Regions from separate parts of the Mus musculus genome. Here all the other regions are linked to region 6. A link is a contact called in public HiCAR-type and HiChIP or PLAC-seq data. All regions are on one chromosome and are shown on one strand. The core of a region is the stretch at or near the end of the contact, and the rest is flanking DNA. Distances in the headings are between cores, read along the strand shown. Region 1 holds the start of Pitpnc1 (phosphatidylinositol transfer protein, cytoplasmic 1). Region 2 overlaps Prkca (protein kinase C, alpha). Region 3 holds the start of Cacng4 (calcium channel, voltage-dependent, gamma subunit 4). Region 4 overlaps Prkca (protein kinase C, alpha). Region 5 holds the start of Helz (helicase with zinc finger domain). Region 6 holds the start of Gna13 (guanine nucleotide binding protein, alpha 13). Region 7 overlaps Prkca (protein kinase C, alpha).

Region 1 (2,700 bases), core at 142-2,641, 1.9 Mb before region 6:
AAAGGACAATCCAGATCGCGGAGGGAGCCTGGATGCTCGGCTGGGCAGGAGCCAGCGCCTAGACCGGAGGCGACAAGAAGTCGGGTTCTAAACGGACCCTCTCCAGGCCTCCCACATGCCCCCAAGGCGGGACTCTGGTCTGCAGATCCCACCCGCGCGGAATTTGTCCCTGCAAGCCCACCTTGTAAAGAGGACATGGGGACAGTGGCTACCACCACGGCCGGTTACCCCGATACTCCGGCTGCAGAGCATGCTTGGGCTCTTATACTCTGTGCATTTGCTTAATTGGAGGGAGGGGGCGCAACAGCTCCCTGTGACGCATTGTGGTCCCCAGGAATCTGATTCTAGATGTCCCCGAAGAGCTCACCTGGACTCCCCCGCCCCACCCCCACGCCGCCTTTCCTCTGCTGGGGTGACGAGTGGGAACAGCGAATCCCCTGCCTCCTCCCCCTCCAGCCTCCAGGTTTGGGCGCCAGGGTTTCCCCGCCGCACGCAGTGGACCCGCCGGCCGAGTGGTGGCGGCTGGGGACCCGGAGCGGGCGAGGCCGGGCGCGGTGCCTACCTCGTCCACGGTGAGCGGCATGCAGATTCGGTACTCCTTGAGCAGCATGTTCCTGCCGGCCGCAGACCTCGGGAAAGAAGGGGGCGTCCCAACAGATGAGCAAGGCTGGAGCCCAGAGGAGGGCAAAGACGCTGGGAACCGGCAAGCGAAGCAGCCCCGGTGGTGCGCTCAGCTCCTAACTGCCTCCGGTCCGCCCCGGAGCATGTCAAGCTTCGGGTCCCGGTGTCTGTGACTCCCCCGCCTCCTTCCTCGCAGAGATCAGCCCTCTCGGTATTGCAAAGTCAGGCACTGAGGGAGGGAGACCCGCGGGAGACAGCTCGGATCAGCAGCCCCGGGCTGGTAGGCGCGGCCACCAGATCAGGACATGCCCGGCGGCGGGCAAGAGAGGCAAAAGGAGGAGGAAAAGGGATTTCCACAAATTCAAACAAACGCACAAAAGTCTCCTCTGGATCCTCCTCCGAAAGCAGAGCTGAACCTGGCGAGCCCCCTTTTTCTCCTACCCGTCTACCGTGGGTTAATGTCACCAGGAACACATTGCCGCGGGAGCAGGCGATGCTGACTTTCCAAACAAAGGCTCGATGGGCTCCTCTCCCCGGGCGGTAAACAAGATTTCCTGCTCTTTTTTAGGGCCAGTCCCCGAGTCTCTCCGGAGCTCAGCTGAGAGAGAAAAGGGAAGCCGCAGCCGCCAAGGCTCTGCCCTGCTCTGGGCCCCGGGTGTCTTCAACCTAGGCGGTTGGCTGCCAGCGGCTTGCGCGCGTCCCCTCCCCCGAGTCCCTCGGCTCTGAGAGCGCCGTGCGTGCCCGTGAGTTTGCAGCCACCTCGCCGCGACTGGAGAGTCCGCGCCGAGCTGCAGTGTGCCTGGGGCAGGGAGGTGGGTGCGGGAGGAGCGAGAGCGACGAGGCTGACATCAGCAGCGGCCGCGGCGGGGAGGGTAGCCCCATCCGGCCAATGGGGAAATGGCAAAGAATGTGGAGGATTTAAACAAAACAGCATGTCTCTCCCGTCTGCTGCCAGACGCCAGGGCTGTCCCAGAACCTAGAACAGCTAACGCAAAGAGAACAGAGAATCGCAAAGAAGCTATCCTGGACTCTTACAACGTTGGATCTGTTTTCAAATGTAACCTGGGTGCCATAGGGCTCTCTACTTAGTCGCTTTGGAAACCGTTTCCAAAGTGCACTAGTGCCCCTTGACTTTGGGGCTGGGGGCGTGTTTACAAATGCTCACAGCGAACATTTTTTTCTCTCTGATGGAGTAAGCAAGGCCGGAGCAAGAGAAATGATGGTTTTAGAATGGGTTTTTCTAACATGCTCTCAAGGCGGAGTTCTGCAGCAGTGTTGGTGAAAACAGAGTAAAAATGCGTGCGCGCTCGCAACCACACACACACACACACACACACACAGAGAGAGAGAGAGAGAGAGAGAGAGAGAGAGAGAAGCATTGCCTGCTACCTCTTTCTCCCTGGCTCTCTGCAATCCCAACTGCAGGCTTCCCAGAGCAGAAAGAATAGGTTTTCGTGTCAGCACTCCTAAGTTCAAAAAGTCACAGTGAAATGTCAATAAAAATGCCCGGGGTGTTGGTATTTCATCCATATTAAACAGATCTCTCATTTTAACCACAAGAAGCACATTCTTTAGTTACTCAGGAAGCAGCATGTAACTGCTGAAGTCTGGTTTTCATTTGTCTGGCATTCGGTTTTGGTTTGTTTTTTTTTTTTTTTTTTTTTTTTTTTAGCTTGTTTTCCTAAAAATGGAGGAAAAAAGTGCATCCACTGCCTATAGGAGGATAATGTGTAAACATCACTGGCTCTCAAACATAGATGCATATGTTCACACAAACGTGTGTGTGTGTGTGTGTGTGTGTGTGCATTTGTGAGTTCTGGAGACCCACATTCACCCATAGAGCTTGCATTGGGCAATGCAGACTCTGCAGGCCTCAATGGTATAGTATGTTAAAATGATGCTCAATAAGTCACTAATCAACATAATGAGGGTGGGCTCTGGCTAATGTTGTCCAGATGACCCAAGTTTAGAGCTCAGGGAACATGATCCAGCCTGCTAGGAAAATGACACCCTAAACATAGCTTATATTCTGGTAAAGAAAGAAAGAAAGAAAGAAAGAAAGAAAGAAAGAAAGAAAGA
Region 2 (2,700 bases), core at 63-2,562, 1.1 Mb before region 6:
TGGAGCCAACAACAACCACAACAGAACCATCCCTGTTTTCTCACCACTTAGAACATTTTGAGACACATTCTTCTGTCGTGCCTTGAACTTTCATATGTCTATGCCACCTACCCAGCCAGCAATGCTCCACAAATGTGTGCTGAGCTTTGTCAGCTCTGTGCGGGCCTTGCTTGGATAGTTTCATGAGTTCAGCAGAACAAAGCCCTGCCTTGCTCCAATTCTTGACTCATCGAATAGTTATAAGCTGAGGTGTGCTGGGTTCTAGAAACACAGGAATATAATTCAGGGGGTCTAGAACTACAGAGTTATGGTGCAAAGGTACAGCGGGCATCCTCTTGAGCTGAACTGTGTCCCCTAGAACATCTGTATTTTGATACCTAACCTCCTATACTGAAGAAGGTGGCCTTATTTAGAGATAGGGCCTTTTCAATCAAGAGGTAATTGGGCTAAATGAGGTTAAATGAGGTCACAGACGTGGACCCTAATCTGATAGAAAGAGATGAGAAACTTGGCCAGAGCACGCGCAGAAGGCCTTGGCCTCTGTCTGTAAACCACACTGAAATCAATCTGCTAAGAACCCCGGTCTTGGACTTCTAGGCTCTAGGGCTGTGAGAAAATAAACTGCTATCCGTGAAGACCTCAGTGTGTGTGTTCTGTATTACGATAGCCCAAGCAAATGAACCCAATGTGCAAAGTAGGGGACAGAGGAAAGGGCATTTCATGAATAGATTTCCCTGTAATATTGAAAATAGCCCAACATAGCAGAAAGAGAGAGGAGTGAAAGAAAGAAAGAAAGAAAGAAAGAAAGAAAGAAAGAAAGAAAGAAAGAAAGAAAGAAAGAAAGGAAGGAAGAAAGGAAGGAAGAAAAGAAGGACAGAGGCAAGGAAGGAGGGAGGAGGAGGGTGGGCCACCATGGCAAGTTTTTTTTAAGTGAGTATGTATTGTGTGTGTGTGGGTGTGTGGGTGTGTGTGGGGGTCTCTCATTAGCCTGAATCACATACCCTGTACACTAAGCTGGTTAGCCTTTGAGTCCCAGAGATCCTCCTGCCTCCACCTTCCCAGCACTGATGTCACACACTGATGTCACACACTGATGTCACACACTGATGTCACACCACCACACTTGACATTTTCACAGGGGTGCTGGAGATCACATTGAGGTTCTCCTGTTTGCTCCACAAGCTCTCCCCTTGCTGAGCCTCATCTCCAGCTCCCACGACAACCATGGCAAACAGAAAACAACCAGGGGAAAGAGCAGCCCCTTCCATCCAGAGGAAGACTCGACTCTTCTGCACTGCAGTAAGAGCCGGTGAGCACCGGAGACAAACTCTCCGCACCCCAGAGTCTCCTCAGCGTCTCCCTTACTCTCTTTGGCTCAGACAGAAACTTTCACTTCCGCTTCTCTTATCTCATGAGTAAAAATAGGAGAGGGCCGTCCATGGGACCAGGGAGGAGAGGCATGGCATCCAAGATACCAATCCCTGGGTGATTAAGCTGTGTCACTGGACGGTCACTCGTCAGAACGTAAGATTTCCACTCTGAGTGTTAGCTACAAAGGTGACATGTTACCAGCACCAGTGAAAATCACGATCCTCTTTGTAGAGTCAGTTTCCCCCATTAAAGGATGTTTAGAAACCCCAAATGAGGAAAAGAACAGACTACAAAGACCTTGCTGAGTTCTAAGCCTTCAGGCCAAAAAAGACCATATAATTATCTCCTTGGTCCCAAGTGGGTCTTCAAATGATGAAGCTTTGGTTGGGGGTGAGGGTGTGAGTGGGGCAGTTAATGGACAGGATGGCCAGGGTGGACCATACCCATAATCACAGCAAGTTCAGGGTCAGCCTCTGCTACATTAGATCTTGTCTCAAAAAAAAAAAAAAAATCCTACCAGGTATAGCAGTGCACATGTTTAACATCAGTACGAAGGCAGCCAATGACAGGTGGATCTCTGGGAGCTCCAGGCCAGCCTGCTCTACATAGGAAGCTAGGACAGCTGTGACCACATTGTGAGACTCTCTTCTTTAGGGTTAATTATTTCTCACCACCACCCCCCCACACAGACACCCCAGTGCTTAAAAAACCCAGTGTCATAGGTCTCTGGGGTGAGGGGCTGTCTCTCTCTTTACTCCTTCAATAGATCTGTTTGTGGTGCGTTGCTTGAGCTCAGCAAGTGATAGAAACAAGGAAGGTATCAGCCGGTGACTGAGGAGTAAACTGGACAGACCATCTCCCCTGAGAATCCCGCCTCAGTCTCTGGGCTGTATTAAACCGGGCTTGTTTGCAAATGGGCATTTTGCTTTCTGTGTTTTCTGAACTCCTAAGCACCCGGAAATCAGCAAGACACCCCCTTCCCAACCAGGCAAGTTCCTTTGTCATCCTCCATCTTCCTTTCAAATGAGAGGACGCAGATTGGGGGGGGGGGGCAGTAAAACTTCAGGTTCACTGACAATTCTCAGAAGCATGTGCTGAACCATCTGTGCCATCTTCAGAGAGGACTGCAATAAGACGCAGCTGATTAGAGGAACAGGAAATGTGTGTCGTTTGTAAGGTTAAGATGGTTTGAATTTCTGGGCGTTAATTAGTTAAAAGAAGGAGGTTCTCTAAGCATCAAGATAGGAGAGGCTACACAAAGAGTGGTCTGAGGTATCAAGGGAGGGGTGTGTGTGTGTGTGTGTGTGTGTGTGTGTGTGTGTGTGTGTG
Region 3 (2,700 bases), core at 23-2,522, 1.6 Mb before region 6:
AACAGCGACCACGCCCCTCCCAGCCCACTCTTGGTCCGCTGTTGACTCTCCTCTCCCCAGTTTGGTTCCTACGGAGGTCTCTTGCCGACTTCGTGCTGAGGGGCAGTGACCCAGGGCTTGCTGCCTCAGTTACGGGAGACGCGGCGCGGTTCCCCTCTTGTACCCATCGCGCAGAGAGGAGTGAGTCTGTGGTGTCAGGGATCAAGAGAAGGCCGGCCGGCTGGAGCTACCTGGCTCCCCCAGAACCGCTTGGGGCCCAACCTGTACCCCGCCCTTACCCTCTCAGTTGGGGGCTTGGAGTGAGCGCCTAGCTGCCCCGGGGCTCCCCGCCCCCGGCCGGCCCCGCCCCAGGATGGCCAGTTCCCATAGCAATCGCACAGACACCGGTTGCCAAGCAACCCCTCCCCCTCCTCCCGCGTCCGCTTTCCCCCCAACCCTAGACTCCTCCCGCCCCCACGCCAGCCTCCACCTCCCCCAGGGGCGCCGGCGAGGCCCCTGGGGATCGCTCCGCTCTCGGGTTGCGCGCGCGTGCGTGAGTTTCTGTGTGTTTCATTGTGTCTGTGCGCGAGGGGGTGTGCGCGTGCGAGCCGAGAGTTTGTGGGATCGGTGTGTTGGGGAGGTCCCCAGCCTAGAGGGACCCGAGGCTGCTGCGCCCGTGTCCACTCGGGAACCCACCCTCCCAGCTTTAGGTTCTTTGTGTCTCGCGTGGAGCCAGCGCCGCGCCCACCCCTCCCCCGGCCCACTCCCCGGGGCAATGTGTGCGTGTGCATGTGTGCGTGTTATGTGTGTGCGTTGGGGGTAGGGGTCCTACCTTCGATGCAACACACCCGCCACAGTCCCGAATGGGTGAGGTCGCCGCGAGCGCGGCGGGGCGGGGGCCCGTCGTCCATGGTCAGGTTGGTGCCGTTGCAGATGTGCGCGCTGGAGTACAGCCAGTAGTCGGTGCCGATGGCGATGGCCATGAGCGAGAAGGCGGCGAAGGCTCCGGCCGTGGTCAGCAGCATCTGCAGCCCGCGGTCGCATCGCACCATGGTGGGCGCCTCATAGTCCGCCGCCCGCCGGCCCGGCCCGCCGCGCCCGCCCGCCCTCCTCCCTCGGCGCGCGGCTCCGGGGGCTCCAGGGGCTGGGGGGCCGAGGGCCGGGGGGCGGCGCCGCGCTGCGCGCTCCGACCCCGCGCCCCGGGCGTGCCTGCGCTCCGGCTGCGCGGGGCTCAAACTCCGAGGCGCGGCGGCGAGTGAGGGCTGCGCGGGCTACGCGGGCCGCCGGGCGGGCTGGCGGCGGCGGCAGCGGCGGCGGTGGCGGCCGGGGGCTCCTCCCTCTCGGCCCGCCCTCCCCTCCGCTCTTGGCCCGCGCCCTCCGCGCCTCCACCCACCGCCCGCCGCCCGGCGCGCTCTCTCGGCGCCGCCCCTCCGCCTCTGGCCCCGCGCTCGCTCTCCCACGGCCGGGATTTTCCCTCCCCTCTCTCCCCTCCCTGCGCTCACGCGCGCTCTCTTTTCTCTCCCAGGCTTCATTCACATTATCAGAGCGAAGGAAGCCGAGGGAAAGAAAGATTGGTTCCCTGGAAGGACCCCGGGGAAGCTGCGTCTCCAGTCACCTCTCTTTCCAACCCGGGACAGCCAGGATCTCCTTAGTCCCCAGGATTCTGTATCCCATTCTGTGGGATGGAGATTGCGTCCCCTTTCCTTCTTTCCCCACGGCCTTATGGCTGTACCTGGTTATGAAGGTCTAGGCAGGGATGTACTGTGAGACTCCTCGCGTTTCCAAAGGGCCCAGATGTGGGTCACAGACGGGAGACATTCTTTATGGGCCAAGCCAGATGAAGATCACCTCCATTTCAACCGAAGCAAGCCAAGGGGTTCTAGCAGGCACTGGGGAGCTCTGGACTTCTTCGAAGGGGGACTGAGGATGTGACACACTACAGTCACACTTCTGATAGTCCATTGCTGATAGAGGCAGGAACACCAGCAACTACATTGTAGCCTCCAGCTGTTTCTTCTCCCTGTCCTTCTCTGAACCTTTACTTTTTCTCCGGTTGGCTCTTCCTCAGCCTAACCGGCTCTTCCTCACCTCCCCTTAACCTTGTCAGACTCTGCCTCGGGGCCTCTGGCCTCTTCCCTTAATTGCTTTTGGTGCTGGCAGGGTCCCAAGCTGGATACACTCCGAGCTCCTTGGAGCCAGGCTCCTTCCTTGCCACCCAGTTCCCCTCCTCCCCTGCAGGAGGCCTGAAACCCACGGGGGGGGGGGGAACTCAGGCCATTTCTTACACCCTTGTCCCTGTTGCATCCTCGAGGGTTGTTCTGTGGGCTGCTGTTCTGACCCCCTGGGATTGAAAGAGACACATGGAAAGCTGCTGCCCTTGCAATTTTACCTCCCGGGCCACTTTCCCAGCTTTCCTCAGAGAAAATAAATGAATGACCCCAGCCTCAGAGCACTCACTGTTCTTCCTCTCTGGAGAGTGTGAGCTCCCCCCTCGTATATAGCCGTGTGTGGTAGCAATGTGCAAATGTTTGCCCTGGGAAAAATTATCTTTTGCTGGGAGAAGGGAATATAAACAAATAGAAAAAAAAAACCAGAATAATAAAATGTGAGGGCCAGGCTGACTAGCCCAATCAGCGTTGCTGGCCTTTTCCTCTGCCTTTGGGGGGTGTCTGTTCTGCTTTCCAAAGTTTCAAAGGACGAGAGTTATTGCTTTTCTTCCCT
Region 4 (2,700 bases), core at 163-2,662, 1.1 Mb before region 6:
AGACTGGTAAAAGGGAAAATAAAAGAGAATCTGAAAGGGGTGGTAGTTGTTATTTTTGTTTGTTTCTGCGGTTTTGAGGCTAGCACCCTGAGTCCTGGGCGGGAAGGTCCTCCTGCTAAGCCGTACCCCTTGTCTGAAAATTGTCTGCCGCACTGCTAAACAACGGTCAAAATAACAATAGCTCGGATTTGTGGGCATGCCAACAATAAATAAAAGGCAAAATGCATTCGTGGTAAGAACTGTCCCTTGTTTTCTGATGTTCACTGGAGCCAAGGCTAGCTTTTACTCCTCTGCCAGCTCCCCGCTCCCCCGGAGGTGGGGTTGCAGGCTGCACCACACCTGGCTTAGCAAACTCCATATATGCTAAGCAAGCACATCCCTGATGCCAGAATTTGAAAATGGCGTCATATCTTAATTCCACAACACTACTCTGAGCCATCACAAGGCTTGTTTTCTTTGGAAGACTGTTTCTAAATGGCCCTGTGCTCCTCTGGGGCTCGCTGGCTTACCACGTGACTTACCTCCACCCACAGAACAGAAGTCCCAGGAGAACAGTGCTCTCCTGCCCTGTTCACTGCTAAATACTCTGCACTTAGAACCCAGAGGTGCCCGCTGCCGCGTACTGACTATGAGTGATGATTCAAAGACCAGCCGGACATTAGTCACTTTCATCCCCATGGGGACAGATTCTCTTCCAACCTAATAGTTTAGACATAAATCCTTCTTTGCAAAGTCATTCTGACCTCCCTAACTGCCCCCACGTCCCCTTCAGGTCCCAGGGTAGGATCCTGCTGAATGTTGGATGAGCCCAGCCTGATTCCACACTCACTGCAGAGTGACTAAGAACTAAGTCACTGCGACACCTCATGGATGAGCAGAGGCCTCTTTTCTGTGCCTGCTTCCTCAGGTGTCACAGAAACTGATCCACTGAAAGCCCCCCAGTGACCGCTGTCACCACGGTATAAAACACATGTCTTTTGGGCCTCTTCACAATCCTCTCAGCCTCTTTGCCTCTCAGACAGCCAGTTAGCCCTGGAGTCTCCCCCTCCCTGGGGAGTCTCTTCTTGGTACAGGGGCTCAGCAGCCCCTACCAGTGCTCTGGAAAGTGTGTGTGCGCATGTGCATGCGCGTGTGTAACCACATGCTTTGCAGCATGCTAGGGGGCTTCCTGTGAGAAACCATGCTTGATCACACCCTGCTGAAACCCAGGCTTAAATACTTCTATCTCAAGGTATCGATGGACCATTCCTGACAGCAAAGGCCAGCGCCAGAGAGCCCAGATGCAGTCAGTAACTAGAAGCAGGACTGCACCAAGCGGCAGTCTGCCATTCCCTGCACCTCCCCACTCCACAGACCCGCCATGTGCCTATCCTCAGCGACAGCACCACCTGTCAGAGTGATGAGCAACCCCAGAGTGGTTTTACAGAGCCTAGATGGGGAGGACTTAAAAGCCAAACCCATACAGTACCTGGGTTTGTTAGGGGTTACCCATCACTTCCATAGCACCCCGAATCTTGTAACATCATTGGTTCACGTTTCAGATTACCTCAGTCTGGAGTGAGCTGTTGTTATTTCTACCTCACACCAGTATGCAATGTTTGTCTTGCACAACTCCCCCACTGTTTAGTCAACAAAGTGCCTAATGGGCCTGAAAGTGCCTGTCTCCTGCTGGTCTAGGGTGTGTGTGTCTTTCACTTGAGCCACATATGCATCTAAATAGATCAGAAAGCATGCAGTCACCAAAGTGCCTCAGTGGGGGCCTTCCAGTGGTCTCTAAACTCAACAAAACCCTCCATTACACAGTAGAAGGAGCTGAGGTTCTGGCTACTTGGTACGGCCTGTACTTCCCTCTATATGTGGATGTACAGAATTCCTCAGTACAATTACAACATTAAGCCACAGCTATTAATATGCAAAAGTGTGTCTGTTTGTCATCCCAGGTCGCTTAGCTCTTGTAAGCATTTCACAGGGCCGGGAGGCCCTGCTGACTAAACATTTCCCGGATCTGCACAAGCCCCTGCCTCTTTGCACATTAATAAACCTGCTAGAGAATGCATGCAAAATGAAAGGCACTTTTTCAAAGACAGCCCCCGAGAGGCTAAGGTAGTAATAAATGAGGTTAGTTCAGAACCATAGAGGACTCACACAGGCCAAAGCCCCAAATATGGCAAAGCTGAGTGAGCATTCGGAAGACAGTGGCTCTGTCTCAGGACAGCGCCTTTCCTTTTGCTACAGACATGGACGCTGCTAACTGCCGCCTGTACACACGGAAGCACTCTGATGTCACCTTCTCACACAAGCCAGTGCTAACTGCCCAGTCTGTTGAAAAGCAGATTTCCTCGTTCTTTCCCATGACACCACTTGGGTTGCCTTCAACATTGGAAGAGTGCCTGCTTACAGACTATTCCACCAAAGAGGAAGATCAGAATGTATATTTGTACATACACAAGGGAGTGAGAGAGAGAGGTGTGTATGTATTTGTGTATGTGTGTGTGATATAGTGTGTGTACGTGTGTGATGTACGGTGTATGTGTGGTGTGGGTGATATGTGGGGTATGTGTGTATGGTGTGATATGTGGTATGTATGTATGTATGTGTGGTATGTGTATATGTGTATGTGAGCATATGTGTGTATATGTGTGGTATGTATATTATATGATGTGTCTGTGTGATATGTGTATATGAGTATATGGTATCTAG
Region 5 (2,700 bases), core at 102-2,601, 1.8 Mb before region 6:
GAAGTCTCGGAGCATTTTCTTTTGGACACAAATCTTGCTCCGGGGAGGCGAGCATCTAGAGGTCCTCAAACTCAGCAGTGCTGACACTGGAGGAAGAGAATGTATAGGGTGGGGGTGGGGAGTTAATGAACAGACCTACATTTCTGGCAGGACTAGGGCTGCAAGGAGCTGGTACTTCATGGAGCAAAAGGGGTGGTCACCTGAGCTAGGTGTTGCTCGCCTGAAGCAACGCGGGAGGGGCGGGGAAAGCGCTGGGCTTGTCTTGCAACCAGAAAGCAGATGCCCGCGGGATGCTCGCAAAGGTCTGTTGCCGGCGCACGGTCGCCTCCTACTTCCTGCGTCCTGGTCGCCTCCAAGCCACTCTGGACATCCCCCTCCTCTCTCTGCCCAGAGCCAGCGTGGCGCCCGCCCTCTACCTTGTCCCGCCGCCTGGGGTCGCCGCCTTGTGGGAACAGGACAGTTGAAACGCGGTAGGCACTACCCCCCAACCCACCCGGGGGACCCCCTCCCGGCCCAGGCGCGCATCCACGCCCCACCCGGACTCTGCAGCCGGGTTCTCTTGAGTTACCTGCATGGGGAAGTCACAGTCCACAATTTGGACTCTAACCCGGCTGAATTCTAAAGCCACATTCCTAGGGGAGGGGGTCCTCCGACCTAGAGGGTCGCAGATCACATTACCGGCCAAGAGGAGGGGACCGCGCGAGTAAACTGGGGTAAAAGTTGCATTTAGCTTAACCTTCCCAGATCCCAATTGCAGCTTTGCGGGCGGATTGACTCGGCGTTTCACCGAGTTCCTGGGATCCTAGGGCCCCAGAGTGGCTTCTTAGGATACCGACACTGTCCCCGCGCGCGAGTGCGACATGCCTGGCGGATGCCCCGGGGCGGGAAGCGCGAGCGGTAGCAAGGACCTGGAGCTGGGGGAACCGCTCGCAGGCGTGCGCATTCATGCGCTCATGCATCCCTGCATACATCTATGCATCCGCTAGCCGGCTCACACACCACCCGCGTCCGGGACACGCCGTGTTGATTGAATGCAGGAGTAGGGTATCTGGCTACTAGGGCAGGATCGCGGCGGGGCAGACAGCAGCTCGCGTAAGGAATGGGGGAGATAGGGACGGGGGTGGGGGGAAGAGAGAGCACCCCAAAGGCACAGTTGGAAAACTGGGTGTGTGAGTAGGGGTGTTCCTTGAGAAGTCTCGCAGGCGCTGAAGGGGGCCGGGCGGGCCTCTGGGGCCAACTTTCCGGAGGGAGGTGCAGCCGGAGGGGGCGGCGCCGGCGGCGGGAGGCGGGAGTCGGGGGCCGAGGGGGGGGGGGAGTCACTTTAAAGGCTCTTTCTTACCCATAATGCTTTGTGGGGACGTTGACAAGTGGATCCAAGATGGCGTAGAAAGTAATGACAGGTAAGTCCTGACTTCCCCGTTCTCCGCTGCCCGGGTCGCTTCAGGAGCCTCCAGAGCCATCCGGGGAGAGGCCCGGACTCTCCTCGGGTGCTCCGGGTCCGGGACAGCGCGGCCCCGGGGACAGCGGGGGATCCCGCCGGCCGCCGGCAGGGCCTGGGGAGCGGGGCTCTCTCAGAGGCGAGGCCCGGACGCTGGAGCTGTTTACTGTTTCTTCCCCTCCTCAATCTCCTTTTCCCTCCGCTGGGGGGCTGAGGTGCCAGGGACCCAGGCGGTGGCCCGAGGGTCCTTGCACACGCCCGAGGTTCGGGGGGACCCGGGAGCCCGCGCGAGGCTGCTCCGGCACGGGCCGACCCTGGGGTCCCCGCACGCCCCGCGCCCCAGGGTCGCGGCTTAGGGTGGGGAGCGGGCGGCCTCCCACGCCGCGCGCGGTGCAGCCCTCCGGGTTAGCATTTCCACCCAGGGTGGGGCGGCGACCCCAGGGCAGGGGACAGCACGAAAGTGGGTCAGGGGGCGCCCCTCCCCAGCAGAGGGCTCTGCTCAAGATTCACTGTGGTCCCCCTCTCCCCGCCCCCCTCCTGGGACATGCGTGGCCCGTGAGCACATCTACAAAAACAAATGCACAGTCTCTTCCTGGAGGTGTCTCCAAAGGCCCCTTTCTTTCCTTCTCTCTCTTTACCCTCAAGGGCTCGGACACATAGTCCTAAGTAGGAACTGTGATTTCTCTCCCCAAAATGAGTTGAGTCTTCTGCCCCCTGGCCTTTGCTGAGGGTCCTCACAGACAGGGCTGGAAGCCAGAGCCTTCAGATTCCTTTTGGGTTGGGAACCTTGTTTTTTTTTTTTTTTTTTTTTTTTTTTGTTGAGCTCCGAAATTGGCATCCTTTCTCCCTTGCAAAGTTACACTTTTTAGACAAGCCATTAGGATAATCAGAAGTGTAACTTCAGAGATAGTGGATGCCGGGAGCAGCCGGGGGAAGAGGGAGACGTTATCTGGCCTAGTTTGTTCTTGATTTTGCTCTCTTCACTCATATGAATAGCTTTTTTCCCCCCCTCCTTGATTTTTTTCTCCCTTCTTTTATTTTTGAAAGTAAGACTAATCAGTGTAGAATAGATGAGTTTATTATGTTTAAGGTTGAAGACTATTTTCTAATCTGTTGCTGAAAGAAAATATTTTCAATTTTAGGTAAAAGAAGCAAATTTTTTTCCCCTCCAAAGCTTCATCCTGTATCTTTTTTTTTTTTTTTTTTAAATAACTTTTTCCACTTGAAGTGTATCCATATTCTTTTACTAAAGGACTATAAAA
Region 6 (2,700 bases), core at 66-2,565:
AGTAACTGATGGACTGACTTATAGTGCTGGTTTTTAAAATTTTAAACTTGTGCATGTCACGGTGTTGACCTCTTTACCCCAACTCCCTAACACACAGGAAGTTCCCAAGTTGCACACGAGTCAGGTCCCAGGAGCAAAACCAGACAGGCATCAACTTTGAAACTGACAAGAATGAAGAAGTTGGCTTCTGAGGTCCTTGCTACAGTCATTCAGCTGTCACTAGTCACGTGTTCCCCAGGAGTCTCTTTTTCAGGTGTTCTGGCCTGATCTGCTGGTATGACAGAAAAAAAAAAGTTTCTTGTCTGTCATATCCTCTGTAATCCGGCAGGAAACCCAAAATGTGCCTGCTGCAGTCCTAGGCTGAGCGCTTATCTGCTTCCTTGGGAAGAACGTGCATCAGAGTGTCCGGTTTAGGGGGATTTTCAACATGACCTCACCCTCTCCACCATTCACTGACCTCAGAAGGCATTACCCAAGTCACAAGTGCAGCTCGGATGGGAATCTAATGAGTGAGCCAGCCGCCAGCGACCTTCCTGGCACATCTCACGAGAACATCAACTCCAACTTCCCCTCAAACCAGGGCAGGTTATCAATAGTGCCCTGAGCTGCTAGGGTGAGGTGTTGATCAATAACGACATCTGACATCTACTTATCCTTCCAGATTCGGGATGGTTAGGATGACAAGGGGGCGGGGAAGGGTCGCTGCTAATTAAACGCACGATCTTGAAGGAAAGCTCTTGCCTGCCGGTAATACCAGAAACGGACAGGGAGGCTGAAGCAAGACGATTGTCACAAATTTAAGCCAACTTGGGCCGCAGGGATCTTGTCTCAAGAGTTAAAACAAAACAAAACAAAACAAGGCAAACTGTAACGAAGGAAGGCTTGCACTGGTCGGGTGCGGGGATGTCCCAGCCAATGGTCTCAAAATAGGTCGCGTGAAGGTGACAGCAAGCGGCGGGCGAGTAACTATGGGAAAGGGCAGTGGGATCTGTAGTGAGAAAGATGCCCCAGCGGAAAGGGGTCAGGATGGGCTTTGCTTACTCGCCTCGGGGCTCCGGGAAGCGGTGGCACTAAAGGGAAACAGAAACTCTGGATCCGCAGGCGCGCGCGCCCAGCCTGGCCCACGTGACCCGGGCTCCGCCGCTCTCCGAGCGCGCTCCCGGCTGCACAGGAGCGCGTGACTCCCGCCGCTGCCGCTCCCTCCTCCGCTCGGCGTGCCTGCGTGCGCGTACCCGAAAGGCAGCGGGCACGCGCACGCCCAGAGGGCCGCCGCCCCTCCCCGGGCCCGCCCTCCCTCCCTCCCTCCCTCCCTCCCACCCTCCCCCGGCCGGCGCGGCCCGCCCTGGCGAGTCAGTCCTCGGGTTCCCTCCCTCCCCGGGCGCGCTCGGGCCGCCGCTGCGCTCCCCGCCCTCCAGCCGCCTTGCCGGAGCCGCCCGCTGCCGGAGGAGGAGGTGGAGGAGCCGCAGGGGCCCGCCGAGGCGGCGGCGGCGGCAAGATGGCGGACTTCCTGCCGTCGCGCTCCGTGCTGTCCGTGTGCTTCCCGGGCTGCGTGCTGACGAACGGCGAGGCCGAGCAGCAGCGCAAGTCCAAGGAGATCGACAAATGCCTGTCGCGGGAGAAGACCTACGTGAAGCGGCTGGTGAAGATCCTGCTGCTGGGCGCGGGCGAGAGCGGCAAGTCCACCTTCCTGAAGCAGATGCGGATCATCCACGGCCAGGACTTCGACCAGCGCGCGCGCGAGGAGTTCCGCCCCACCATCTACAGCAACGTGATCAAAGGTGCGGGGCGCGGCGGGGCTCGGGGACCCCTGGGGAGCCGGGCCGGGCACCGCCCTCATCCGCCGGGTCCCCAGTCGGAGGAGACCGAACGGGATCAGATCGGACGGGCGAGCGGGTGGGCGCGCCTTGGGCACCGTTCTGTGCGCCCTGTTGCCCTGGTCCCTTCGATCCGGGACGCCCCGCTGTCCCCCCCGTGCTACCCCGGTGAGGGTCACGGTCGGCCCAGCACTCCGCGGCTGGCCTCGCCCCCTCCAAGAGGGAAGTGCGGCGAGTAGGGTGACTCGGGGCAGCGGGGCAACTTGTGTCCTCCCTGCACTCCGGGCAAGACCACCCATCAGTAGCCCCAGGTCCTACACTCCCTATCCCTTCCTATCCTTCTTTCCTTTCTGCCCGTCCCTGGTGGGTGACCCTAGTAACCGGGTATGTTACCCTTCCAGCTTTGGGCTTCCTAGGCCACCTCTTGACTTAAGCAAGTTCTGGAACGGTTGTAATGAGGAAACTTTTTTTTTTTTTTTTTTTTTTTTTTTACCCTGAGACTCTTGTCAAGGGCATAGAGTGACAGCCTCTAGAGCCTTTTGGGGCAAGAGTATGAAACTCACGTTTACTGAACTGGCATCAGGAAAGTCTATTAAAAAAAATTAGCGCGAGTGGTTTTATCGGCTCATTGCTACAGGATGTTTGTAATCACAGTTCAACATGTTGCACACTTTTTTTTTTCTTAATAACTCGAGACAGGAGAAAAAAACAGTATCATTTCATATCATTTCTAATGCTTTCATGAATTTATGTTTAAATACATGTGCTGGACTGCATGGTGGGCTTCACAAATCCTGTTGAACAGTATTTTAAATACTGTTCCTTAAGTGAAAACCACCCAATATTTTTATTCCTTAGTGTTCAAATAAGTTGCAGAGGTGGCTTT
Region 7 (2,700 bases), core at 94-2,593, 1.3 Mb before region 6:
TCATGGATGAGATTTGTGCCCGTATAAAGTAGGTTTTAGGGAGCTTGCTAGCTTTTCCCACCGTGTGAGGACCCAATGAGAAGGCATTATTTCAGGATCAGGAAATGGGTTCCCCATGGGTACAGCAGCTGCCAGTTTCTTGAACTTGATCTTCCCAGCCTGAGTCCCACATTCCTGTTGTCTATCAGCTACAGTACCATGTGACAGAGGCCTGAGTGGAGCAAAGCCACCAGGGAGTTGAGAGTGACCTAGACAGTGTGGAACAAGAACCTGCTGGGGCTTGATATTGGGTAAGAACTGCAAATGAGGGTGCTGGTCCAGGGTGGTCACGTCATATTCTCCTTAGTGTGAATGTGAGTCCTCCATGAACTGGCACCCAAGAGCAGTCAACTCTGTCCAGATAGAGGCAAGTGATTCTTTCTTCAAGCAAGTGACAAGGTAGAGTTGACACTCTGTAGAGGAATGCATTGGACTGTGTGATGTGAGGCAGGAAGAGATGACATCCTCCTCTCGGGAGCAGGGTACCACTGAGAGATTTCTCATCAACACTCCAGTGGCACTTGGACTCTGTGTCTAGAGGTCTGATCTTGAAACTAATAATAGTCTAATAGCCAGAGTATCCCACCATTCACTTCAACAAATACTTTTTATTTGCTTTTTATTTTTATTTTGTGTTTTTTTTGAGACATAAGCTTGCTACATAGCCTAGGCTGGCCTTGAACCCGCCATCGTCATACTCTGCCTTCCCATGGCTAGGTTTACAAGCAGGTACAAACACATCATGCTGTAGTCTTCAGCATGCTCCATCCTCTGATTTACCAAGCCAATAGTGGTATAACTTCAGAGCCGACACTGGTTTCAACTGACTGGTTAAGGAAGTCAAATATCTTATTCCACTCAACCTGTCACATGCAGGACTGACACATGATTCCCAAAGACTCACGGGTTACTCTCCTCTCGACTGTTTTGAACACCTACCACCGAGCATAGCAGCATGGGGAAGTTATCTGCCACACACACGGGTCTCCATACAACCTTTGCCCTGTGATTCTGGGTTCATGCTGTCCCATCCCTGGGCACACCCTATCTGGAACACAACCCTGTTCTCTGGCTTTCCAGCCTCCTGCTAGCCCTGTCTATCAGATCTCCACAGGCTGACAGAAACACGGGGACAGGGACAAAACACTTCCTCCCCAGGCATCTCCCCAGGGTCAACACAGGGCAAGGCAAAAGCCACGCAGGCCAGATTCTTGGATTCTGACAGGAGCTGGAGTGGGCAAGGCCTTTCGAGGCTCTCACTTTGAGCTGCAGTTCACAGAGTGTCCATTTGGAGGGACTCCAACACAAGGGAAAAACCAAACAGGCCTTTTTCCAAGGAGACTCAATTCAGGCCAAAAGGAGCCAAGTGCTTTCCCAGAAGACATCAAATGATTTGAAGAGTCTCAGAGTGCTCAAAGACTAAGGGACATAAAATGTATTGTTAGTTTTCAGGAAGAAAATATGCCATGCAGGGCCATTTGCTCCACATTTCTAGGGCAACCATTACACATGGAGCTTTGCTGGGTTTCACCCAATGAGATGCAAAGGCATCTTCAGCAAAGAACAATTGTAGATGAGGCATCAACAAATGAGACGTGGGTCACTTGGAGGGTCTTGGCTGTCTGGCTTGCTGCATTTGCTCTAATCACACTGCACCAAGCTTGCGGATGCTGTCTGTGGTCACGAGCACGGACTCTGATTTGATCTCATTTGTGCTAATAAACAATGACTCACAAATTCTATGATCTTAGTTTCCTTATGGCCAGAGTCAAGGGCAAGAAGAGCGAGCAACACTGAGAATATACCCACCTTGTGTGACCACAAACCTGAATTCAAGGACTTAAGAAGTACATTGTTTAAAAACACATTCACTGAATGTTCTGCTGTCTAAACCCACTACTTTGTCACAAGGGTGGCTTTCTGCCCCAGTAAATCCAGTGTCCCCAAATGGTGAGTCAGCAACTACTCAATCAAAGTCAGCTAAAGAATTTAATGAGCGTGGTATGCACAGTCAGTTCATGCTCCCTCCTTCCTTCCCTCCCTCCCCCTCTCTCTTCCCCTCCCTCCCTCTCTCTCTTCCCCTCCCTCCCCCTCTCTTCCCCTCCCCCCCTCTCTCTCTTCCCCTCTCTTCTCCTTTCGTCCTACTCTGTCTCCTTTCTTCAACTTTGAGACATAGTCTTACTGTATAGCCCTGTTTCCCTTTTAATATAGCCTCCTCTTGCATACACTAAGTACTCCAATAACACGTATGTTATCTGCTAATATTCTATAATTCCAAAGTAGATGACTGTGAAAAATATTTGCTAGTTGTGGGAGACAGATAAGATCTGCATATAAACATAGGGAGGCATTGATTTTAAGAAATAATTACTTCTCATTGTAGGGACAATGCATAGTCATCATAAAATAATTTAAATGCACAAAGTATAAAGGCAAAGATTAAAGGCAATTGCACTTCCACCAAAACAGAGGATTGATGCTGACATACTGTTATGCTGATTGACAATTGCTCTCCTGTAAAGACATCTATAGTATAATATTGATTGTTTGATTATAATGTTGGGGATAAAGCCCAGGGTCTTGTATATGCTAGGTAAGCACATTATCATTGAGCCATATCTCTAGCCTGTAATATTTATTTTTATAGAATTCACATAACTT

What was found. HiCAR-type assays count read pairs that join an accessible place to other places. HiChIP or PLAC-seq counts read pairs in DNA pulled down with a chosen protein or histone mark.
Region 1: a contact with region 6 is called in an H3K27ac HiChIP or PLAC-seq map of embryonic stem cells, with 7 times the contacts expected there. The contact joins the promoter of Pitpnc1 here to the promoter of Gna13 in region 6. A contact is called at or near these places in 4 of 39 promoter capture datasets (embryonic stem cells, erythroid cells, hippocampal neurons and 1 more), 4 of 115 datasets of contacts at active chromatin or transcription factors (astrocytes, embryonic stem cells, extraembryonic endoderm stem cells and 1 more) and 1 of 9 other capture datasets (adipose tissue).
Region 2: a contact with region 6 is called in an H3K27ac HiChIP or PLAC-seq map of microglia, with 6 times the contacts expected there. The contact joins the enhancer-like site here to the promoter of Gna13 in region 6. A contact is called at or near these places in 2 of 39 promoter capture datasets (the 3T3-L1 cell line and pre-B cells) and 5 of 115 datasets of contacts at active chromatin or transcription factors (the 230-238 cell line, astrocytes, kidney and 2 more).
Region 3: a contact with region 6 is called in an H3K27ac HiChIP or PLAC-seq map of embryonic stem cells, with 6 times the contacts expected there. The contact joins the promoter of Cacng4 here to the promoter of Gna13 in region 6. A contact is called at or near these places in 2 of 39 promoter capture datasets (both in embryonic stem cells) and 4 of 115 datasets of contacts at active chromatin or transcription factors (astrocytes, embryonic stem cells and forebrain).
Region 4: an H3K4me3 HiChIP or PLAC-seq map of pro-B cells shows a contact between it and region 6, with 5 times the contacts expected there. The contact joins the enhancer-like site here to the promoter of Gna13 in region 6. A contact is called at or near these places in 1 of 39 promoter capture datasets (pre-B cells) and 5 of 115 datasets of contacts at active chromatin or transcription factors (astrocytes, extraembryonic endoderm stem cells, kidney and 2 more).
Region 5: an H3K4me3 HiChIP or PLAC-seq map of embryonic stem cells shows a contact between it and region 6, with 10 times the contacts expected there. The contact joins the promoter of Helz here to the promoter of Gna13 in region 6. A contact is called at or near these places in 5 of 39 promoter capture datasets (the C10 cell line, embryonic stem cells, liver and 1 more), 2 of 484 Hi-C or Micro-C datasets (both in embryonic stem cells) and 6 of 115 datasets of contacts at active chromatin or transcription factors (embryonic stem cells and extraembryonic endoderm stem cells).
Region 7: a contact with region 6 is called in a HiCAR-type map of astrocytes, with 6 times the contacts expected there. The contact joins the enhancer-like site here to the promoter of Gna13 in region 6. A contact is called at or near these places in 2 of 39 promoter capture datasets (the 3T3-L1 cell line and hippocampal neurons) and 3 of 115 datasets of contacts at active chromatin or transcription factors (astrocytes, epiblast stem cells and large pre-B cells).

The regions. Positions count from the first base shown.
Region 1 is chr11:107,469,329-107,472,028 of GRCm38.p6, forward strand. Pitpnc1 (phosphatidylinositol transfer protein, cytoplasmic 1) reads right to left here and starts at 1,392. Exons shown (of 9, transcript NM_001359616.1): 1 at 563-1,392. The coding sequence starts at 610.
Region 2 is chr11:108,247,184-108,249,883 of GRCm38.p6, forward strand. All of the region lies in intron 2 of Prkca (protein kinase C, alpha), which reads right to left. Among named protein-coding and RNA genes, the nearest start is that of Gm11655, 76 kb to the left of the region's middle. Within about 2 kb of position 1,313, at least 99 of the 459 cell types and tissues checked have an H3K27ac peak or open chromatin away from gene starts, as enhancers often do. A contact at or near this core is called in the 230-238 cell line, microglia and pre-B cells, where this site is marked.
Region 3 is chr11:107,793,434-107,796,133 of GRCm38.p6, forward strand. Cacng4 (calcium channel, voltage-dependent, gamma subunit 4) reads right to left here and starts at 1,273. Exons shown (of 4, transcript NM_019431.4): 1 at 812-1,273. The coding sequence starts at 1,031. Gm11650 (predicted gene 11650) reads left to right here and starts at 439. Exons shown (of 2, transcript NR_165828.1): 1 at 439-532; 2 at 1,505-2,420.
Region 4 is chr11:108,267,494-108,270,193 of GRCm38.p6, forward strand. All of the region lies in intron 2 of Prkca (protein kinase C, alpha), which reads right to left. Among named protein-coding and RNA genes, the nearest start is that of Prkca, 75 kb to the right of the region's middle. Within about 2 kb of position 1,413, at least 99 of the 459 cell types and tissues checked have an H3K27ac peak or open chromatin away from gene starts, as enhancers often do. A contact at or near this core is called in astrocytes, pre-B cells and pro-B cells, where this site is marked.
Region 5 is chr11:107,546,582-107,549,281 of GRCm38.p6, forward strand. It overlaps Helz (helicase with zinc finger domain), which reads left to right and starts at 1,352. Exons shown (of 33, transcript NM_001368755.1): 1 at 1,352-1,400. Gm39426 (a long non-coding RNA gene) reads right to left here and starts at 1,413. Exons shown (of 3, transcript XR_003949607.1): 1 at 1,340-1,413; 2 at 201-442; 3 at 1-86.
Region 6 is chr11:109,361,479-109,364,178 of GRCm38.p6, forward strand. Gna13 (guanine nucleotide binding protein, alpha 13) reads left to right here and starts at 1,316. Exons shown (of 4, transcript NM_010303.3): 1 at 1,316-1,778. The coding sequence starts at 1,496. It overlaps Gm11696 (predicted gene 11696), which reads right to left and starts at 2,176. Exons shown (of 2, transcript NR_038097.1): 1 at 1,628-2,176.
Region 7 is chr11:108,024,603-108,027,302 of GRCm38.p6, forward strand. The region is part of intron 5 of Prkca (protein kinase C, alpha); the gene reads right to left. Among named protein-coding and RNA genes, the nearest start is that of Mir7223, 29 kb to the left of the region's middle. Within about 2 kb of position 1,344, at least 53 of the 459 cell types and tissues checked have an H3K27ac peak or open chromatin away from gene starts, as enhancers often do. A contact at or near this core is called in astrocytes, where this site is marked.